Regions from separate parts of the Sus scrofa genome. Here region 1 is linked to region 2. Evidence: chromatin contacts called from public HiChIP or PLAC-seq data. All regions are on one chromosome and are shown on one strand. Each heading gives the region's core, a stretch centred on a gene start, on an enhancer-like site or on the middle of the called end of the contact. The rest is flanking DNA. Distances are from core to core; before and after follow the strand shown. Region 1 overlaps TTC7B (tetratricopeptide repeat protein 7B). Region 2 has its middle 29 kb from the start of CALM1.

The links. HiChIP or PLAC-seq counts read pairs in DNA pulled down with a chosen protein or histone mark.
Region 1: a contact with region 2 is called in an H3K27ac HiChIP or PLAC-seq map of alveolar macrophages. The contact joins two enhancer-like sites. A contact is called at or near these places in 2 of 2 datasets of contacts at active chromatin or transcription factors (alveolar macrophages and skeletal muscle).

The regions. Positions count from the first base shown.
Region 1 is chr7:112,367,748-112,371,755 of Sscrofa11.1, forward strand. TTC7B (tetratricopeptide repeat protein 7B) reads right to left here. Exons shown (of 20, transcript XM_021099609.1): 13 at 3,040-3,097. Among named protein-coding and RNA genes, the nearest start is that of TTC7B, 150 kb to the right of the region's middle. Within about 2 kb of position 1,979, at least 20 of the 83 cell types and tissues checked have an H3K27ac peak or open chromatin away from gene starts, as enhancers often do. A contact at or near this core is called in alveolar macrophages, where this site is marked.
Region 2 is chr7:112,187,922-112,191,704 of Sscrofa11.1, forward strand. No RefSeq gene overlaps it. Among named protein-coding and RNA genes, the nearest start is that of CALM1, 29 kb to the left of the region's middle. Within about 2 kb of position 1,425, at least 2 of the 83 cell types and tissues checked have an H3K27ac peak or open chromatin away from gene starts, as enhancers often do. A contact at or near this core is called in alveolar macrophages, where this site is marked.

The sequences.
Region 1 (4,008 bases), core at 729-3,228, 180 kb after region 2:
TGCCAGGCCCTGTGCCAGCCTTTAGGGAGCCTGGAGATGAATCATACAGGTACCTTTCCTTGAGCAGCTTCCCACAATGCTATGGAGAGGGGAGACCCAAAGTGATCATTACAGCGCAGTGGGGGCAGTACCCTGAGAGAGGCATGCCAGGCTGCTGTTGGAGAGCATGGGACAGGCCTCCCAGACCACTTGGCAAAAACTTAGAATGCCTTAAGGTCCACTTCATCCTTTTCCTAGACTCCAACATCCTCTAGAGATGAAGAAAGTACGGAGAAAGCTGATCAGTTTTGAACCTGGCCCACAAGACATGAATATTGTAACACTAACAACCACAATTCATGAAGCAGCTTCTAGTAAGCATCTTGTTCGAGAACATCCAGCAAAAGAGGTGAAGCCAGAAGTGAAAATCTGAGGCCTGGTCTCTCCACCATATCCCTCTGCTGCCTTATTTAATTAATTTTCCTTGACGTCATCCTCAGTCCTGTTTACAGTGGACGTGGGATTCGAGCAAACCTGCTGAAAACTATTACTCAGGAACTTCCCATTAGTTACACATAGGATGACCCACTGTCCTGGTTTGCCCAGTGTTTTTCTGGGTTTTGCCTTGAAAGTCCCATATTCTGGGAAATTGCTCAGTTCCCAACACACTGGGATGGCCGGTCACTGCAGACCCAAAAAACGCAACCACATTCAAACTTGAACTTGAGCTGGGAGTGGGAGAGGAAAATAACTAAGAGTGTAAGATTGTGTCCCCTCTACCACACTGAGCAACAAACCCCAGTGACACTATGCCACCTCTCCTTCATGGAGCAGCCAGATTCCTGCATTTTGGGGGCAAGTCACCGAGACATGCTCGCCTGTTTCCAGCCTTGCTTTTCTCTGTAGGGTGTCAGAGACCCCAGGAGCCACCACTCAGATCAAGCCAGAATCTTAGAAAGCTTTGCACACAATACTATGTTTTTCTTCTCTATACTTCTGTACAGGACAAACCAATGGGCTCAGCCTCTTGGGCTGAGCTTATGAGTGTAGAACAGCCAAGAGTCTCATTATTAAGATGCAATCATACAACTGGAATGTCTTCAAAAATCACCTTTCTGAATCCAGGAGAGAGCAAACCTTTCCGAATTCTGACTCCAGTCATAATTAAGAGTTAAGTTTCACACGCTACATCTGCAGTTCCACCCCTATGTGAGTTACACTGTTTTCTTTTTAAACAAAAATTGCCAAACAAGAGTATTAACAGAATTGTGAGAAGATTTAAAATACGTAGGAAAAAAAAAAAGTATGTCTGGTCCAAGTGAGTTTTACATATCCATTTACATTTAAGAAGCAATAGAAATCATTCCTGTTCACTTAAAATCTTTCCCTGACAGATTTTTTTGTGAGGTCTACAGGGCACAGGGTAGTTCTAGCTAAAGTGTACTTGAAACAAATGTTTTTATTCCTTTGAAAAATATACTTCATTTTGTATAAATAATAATTTAGTGAGCCTTCCCCAATATAATCACATAGGTCAGTAGGATTTCATTACCCTTTATTCCACACGAACTAATATTTTTTAAAAATCCCTTTGAATGAAAAACAAAGCAAAAGAGAAACGAAAAGAAATTCAGGCCAATGGAACAGCTGTTATGTAAGGGGAAGTTATGCATTCTGCGGCTCAAGGCAGACCACCACTCTGGCTGTTTTTAGAGAGCCAGTAAGATGTGCTGATTTAAGAAAAGTGAAACAGATGTAATGACCACTTTCTTAGGCATCCGTGTGTGGGTTTTACAAACTAGGACTGGAAAATTTAAAACTCCAAATCATTTGAAATGGAAATGCTTTCCACACTCCGTGATGGAGAGCATCAACAAAAACTGAGCACAGAGAAAGGAGATCTGTTTGCAGATGTCAGTTGGTACTTTCTGTCACTAACCAGTCTGGGACTGGCAACGTGACGGAGCCATCGGCAAGCCTGCTGGGAAGTGAAAGAAAAAGAGACGAAAGTGGCTCAGGCTAACCGAAACCAAACGATCGTGGTTTCGTGAGAAAAGGCCCACAGACGCTGTGACAAATCTGCAGGCAGCCCTCATTCTGAGATAGAAATCTAACAGTGGCTACTAGGTCCTGAGGGGACCTCGTGACATTTTTGGATCAGTAACTAAGTTTCTAGTATGATTCCAAGAATTCAATGTAACTCAGACGTATTTAGGGTGACAGGATCAATACCAATCCGAGACTGGACATTGCAGGGCTGTGCTTTCAGGCAATGATTCGTGTTGGTGACCGCTTATGCCTGCGATGAGCATAAAGGGAGGGCAGGGTCGGGGGGGGCAGGTACCAGAAAGGCTGGGCAGAGTCAGGAGACCTTGACTCCATCCCGACCTCAATCGCCACATGACTGACTCTTCATCCCTGCGTCTCAGCCCCACACCTGCAGCGAACACACGACTCGTTCCGTCCACCTTATGGTGTGGGGTGTGGAGAGCACTGTGACACTCAGGCATCCTCTAATTATAAGGCCATTTCCTAATTTCATAAAAGGTGCAGTGACAGAGAGGAGTCTAAGGTATTAATGAGGCAGGGTGGGGACAGAGAGCAGGCTTGGACTTGCTGGCCAGACTATCTGTCTTACATACTATTTCGGAGACTGTCCTAAAATCTGGCCTTTTCATTTCTTAATATAAACATCTGCAGTTTGACATGTTAAAAAAAAAAAAAGCTAGCAAAGAATGATCCTTTTTCCAGATGATGAAAAATGTTTGTGATAAAAGGGAATCGTCTCCCTAGACATAAAAGACTATCTGTCTTCGAGCTGCGATCGCTGTATTAGGGATGAATAAAATGTGCCTGGATGAATAAACAGATTCAGAGAGCAGATTTACATGGCAACAAGTGATGCAGCAAGTTTTACATGGTATGCTCAGTGCTCAAGAGGAAAGGCTCCCAGGGGTAAAACACTGTTTACATAATCTTTATAAATATCTCTTCTTTTTATACTTCTCATACTTTGGTGTCATTATGTACAGCCGAGTGAAAAGATGAACTCCCACTCACCTCTGAAATGCAAGAAGCGCCTTTCTCTGTAGGACCTCCTGCATCCCTCGCAAAGAAGCTAAGAAAAGGGTTCAATTAGTCAGTGGCATGGGAGATCAGGGAGTTTTTGACAAATACACAACTCACCCCCAAAACTGTACATCCAACTGGATTACAAGCAACAAATTCTGGGTGCCTGTGTGCCCAGTCCTGTCCCAGGAGCTGTAAAGGATGGGAAACGAAGGCCAGGGTGGCCAGAGGCCCTTGCACCTGTTGGGCATAACTGTGGAACCAGGCCAAGGGAAGCGTGTGAGTTGGCTGGTACCCCCAGGAATAGGGGCCCATCTTCCAAAGACCAGCTGAGAACCTCAGAGGGGAAAACATTCTCAAGTGTAGGCATGTAATTCATGGGTAAAGAATGGCTCTGCCAGAATGGAATAGAACAGATTCCAGCACCAATGGTGTGGATTAGACGGCCTTCAGAGTTCCTTCTGGCACTGAGAACCAACGACACCAGCCTGATGCCATGAAAGGCCACTTTGATTGGCAGTGGAAATGGCCAAGACCTCTAAAACCTTGATGTGAACACAAGGGACAGACCAGGCAAACCCGGCACTGATACTGGAAAATCAGCTCAACACGCCCCCTGTCTGCAGCACATGAGAAATGGCAGCTGAGAGTCTTGGAGGGACTAAAAACGTCCTTTTTACTGGGACCACAGAAAACGTCCTAGAGGGACCTGTTGATGGCTGCAATGGAGATGACCCTTACTGACCCAGTCCAATAGAGCAGAGCCCATCCTGACGTCACGCTGAGGATGTGGCAGGCTGCCCAGAGAGCTGATGGAGCTGTGAGCCACGGCTGACTTAGAGCCATGGTGCGTGAGCCAGAGGGACCCGGGGAGGTGACCCAAGTGAACCATGAATACAGGCGAGACCCAACAGGGTCATGCAACTCGCTCAAAGTGACAGGGCTCATTAGGGGAAGGTC
Region 2 (3,783 bases), core at 175-2,674:
TTTGTTTATCGTTGTCTGTCTCCTGGAGACTGAGCTATAGAGTGGGATTTTAGTACCAGCATATGGGTGTGTGTGGGGTGTGTGTGTGTGTGTGTGTGTGTGTGTGTGTGTGTGTGTGTGTCCGAAGCAGGGGCGCGGGTGTTTTGTGGGTGGGGTTTAGCTTTTCAAATGGAAGAATCACAACCCCATAGCCACCATTTATTGAGCAAATATTATGAGCGAGGCACTTGCATTTTCTCCATCAACACCCCTGAGAGGTGAGTGCTAGGATTCCTCTGTTTCATAAAGGAGAAAACTGAGCCTCCTGGAGGCCTCCTATGCTGCTCTCTCTTGCTCAGGAGAATCTCCTCTTAGCAGAGATGCTCCTCATGGCTCTGTCATCTTTCTTTCTTTTTTTTTTTTTTTTGTCTTTTGTCTTTTGAGGGCCACACGCACAGCATATGGAGGTTCCCAGGCTAGGGGTCCCATTGGAGCTGCAACTGCTGGCCTACACCACAGCCACAGCAATGCAGGATCTGAGCCGTGTCTGTGACCTACACCACAGCTCACGGCAATGCCAGATCCTTAACCCACTGAGTGAAGCCAGGGATTGAACCTGCAACCTCATGGTTCCTAGTTGGATTCATTTCCGTTGTGCCATGAAGGGAACTCCCATGGCTCTGTCATCTTGGGCAAGTTCTGGGTCTCTGAGTCTCAGTTTCCTTGTCTATAAAATGGGTATAAGAAGCCCCTCCTCACAAGTTTGATCACAATGAGTAATGGTTATGGTACCAGAATGTAGAAGGCACTTGATAAAAGTAATCATTTTACTTAATACACAATAATCATCTGTTTACTTGAAACCAGTCAGGGCCTTCTCTCCATGTGCAATAATAATTCTAATTTTGTCTCTTCATGGAAATGTTTCTTTTGGCTTTCACTTTGCTCAATTCAGTTCAAACCACAGAATCATAGAACATCAAAGCTTGAAATCACCAAATATCTGCCAGTCCAGTCAGTATTAATTTTTTCTTTCTTTCTTTGTTTTTTTTTTTTTTTTTTTTTTTTTTTTTGAGAGTCTAACCAGAGAACACTTTCCCCCAACTGAACCTTACAGAGAAGCCCACTGAATAAAACACAGAAGAGCTGGGTTGTTCTGATTGAGGCAGGAGGGCTGGGTGGTGCAAGGGACAAAGTCCTGGCTGATGGGGGTCCCTTTTCCCTGTCGGGGGCCTCTGTGGATCCTCGCCCAATGCTCTTCAAACTGCATGAAATCAATCTGCAAGGGCATCACACACAGTCAGGGTGAGTGTTGGTTTTTGCCAGTTTGTTTCAGTTACATAAGCATCCATGTGTTTGTTGGACTGCGATGTAAAAATCCTTTGCTCATGGTGACTTGCCATCAAAAAGTTGCAAAACCATTCACTTCAATCCTTTCCTTTCACATTTAGGAAAACAGCCCCAAAGAGGGAAGTGACCTGTTTGAGCATGAGGCAGAGCCAAGAGGAGATCACGGGTCCCGCATGCTTGGCCCCACGTCTTCTTAACGCCCCACCGTTAACTAAGCGCTCAGCAGGTGTGGGTATCGCACTCAGTGGGTAAGAAATGAGGTTGTACAGCCAGGAAGGAGGAGCCTGATTCAGTCCCAGGCATGTGGCCCCAAGTATGCGAGTCACCCATGGTCCCAGCTGTCCCAGAAGTAAGGAAGGTGCATTTGGAGCCCAAGGCTGGATGGAGGGGTCAGACCAAGGAAGAAGGAGCACTGCAGGGGACCCAACTGATAACGGCAGAGGACCGGGCAGTGCCCAGGCTGAGCTCAGAAGAAGGGGGATTCCAGAGCAGAAGCAGCCCCCAGCCAGCTGCTGCTGGACACTGGCAACCCCAGGCTGGAGCTGGGGGTTACCCACCCACTGCCCCCTGAGCTCTCAGGGCTGCTCCAGAAACCTCAGGGACAGGACGTGGAAGGCATTAAACTTGCAGTGAGACCAGTGTGCTTGTTTTTGTCGTGCCCACGGCACATGGAATTCCTGAGCCAGAGATGGAACGCGAGCCACAGCAGTGACCCGAGCTGCAGCAGCGAGTGAGGCAAGTTTTGCTTTTTGTTTTTCTTATTAATATTCGGTTTTTTGGACACGGCCCCTACAATGCTCCTCTCCTCCCTTTGTCCCCACTGTCTTGGAGTTCCCGTGTCTCTGTGTCTCTGTGTGTCTGCCTGGATGCCTCAGTCTTTCCCTGTGGACCATTCTGTCTGTCTCCCTCTCTGGGTCCCTGTCTCCTCCTCTTTCTCTCCATCTCTCTAATGGGCTTCCCTCTTTTTTTTTTTTTTTTTTTTTTTTAATTAACAGGAACAGAGCTGGCTGCTCTGACTTCACGGTTGCTACCCCCTTACTAAAAGCAAGGCGCAACAGAGCAGTGCCCAATGGGACGAGGCTTTCCTGTGCAGATTCCAGGGCCAGGACAGTACTGTGCGCCTTCTCCCCTCTCTCCCCGGGAACGGGAGGGAGCCATTCATGGCTGGTTTTTCCATGGGCAGCCTTAACGAGGTGCTGGCAAACCAATGGGCGCCTTTTGAGGCTCCACCGCCTGCTCTGAGACACCATCCAATTCCAGAGAGAACTAAAATGCCCAACTGGGCAGGTATTGTTAGCCCTGAGACACCAGTTTCCCCTCAGCATTTAAGGGACCCTCCCCTGAAGCTCTGGGAGGGAAGCCATTGTTGTCCCCATTTACTGCCAGAGCATGAGGCGAAGTGACTCTCCAGAGGTCACACAGGTGGTTCGTAGCAGAGCCAAGATTTGAATCCAGGTCTCTTGACCCTAAACTTCAATGCTCTGAGCATGAGGCCTGATGAGATGTAAGCTTCCAGGAAATGCCGATGGGAGAAGAAGAGGGACCAGGACGAAGGCGGCTTAGAATTGTGGTGGCTCTTTTCCTCCTCTGGGCCTTGGGACTGAAGTGTGGCAATTCCCTCGTGAAGGAGAGTTGGGTGGCTTCCTGGAGGCGCCCCACCTGTGTGGGGAAGGCTCCCAAGGCAGGAGAGGGGAGCAGGAGGTGGGTGGATTCCTGGCAATGGCTCAGAGTCCCTTGGGGCTGGGATGGGGCCTGAGGGCTCTGGAGAGAACGGAAGTCAGCAGGCCAGGCAGAGGCAACCGCTTATTTCCCCCGTGTCCTCCCAGGGCTTCTAATAAAGTCTTGATTCAGGGCCTCAGTCTGCTCTTGGATGGACATAAGTGTGTTATGGGGGAACTGAGGAGGGGTGGCAAAGTGGGGACAGCACCCGACCCCCAGAGCTGCCTGATGCTACTGAGAGCAACCTGAGGAGGGTCGGGAGGTGGTTTTTGTGCTCAGCTCAGCCTATCACTAAACAGTGTTGTGGCTGGACTGGCCCTGGTTGCAAGGCACTCTTCAGCAATATCCATCAGGAAACTTTGAGAAAAATAAAGGTTTCTTACTTATAGGACCTGGACATTACACAGCACACCTGGGGCCACACGGTAAAGTCTTGGGGAGACAGGGGGAGTTAGATGACAGATAGATAGATAGATAGATAGATAGATAGATAGATAGATAGATAGAATGAGCCTGGGTTTTTGTTTTTACTGGGTTTGGGGGAGGGCGTGGGAGTTCTAGGGCTATTGTTTTTTCTTTTTAGGGCCACACCCATGGCATATGGAAGTTTCCAGCTTAAATTGGAGCTGTAGCTGCTGGCCTATGCCACAGCCACAGCAATGCGGGATCCGAGCTGCCTCTGCAAACTACACCAAAGCTTGTGGCAATGCCGAATCCTTAAGCCACTGAGTGAGA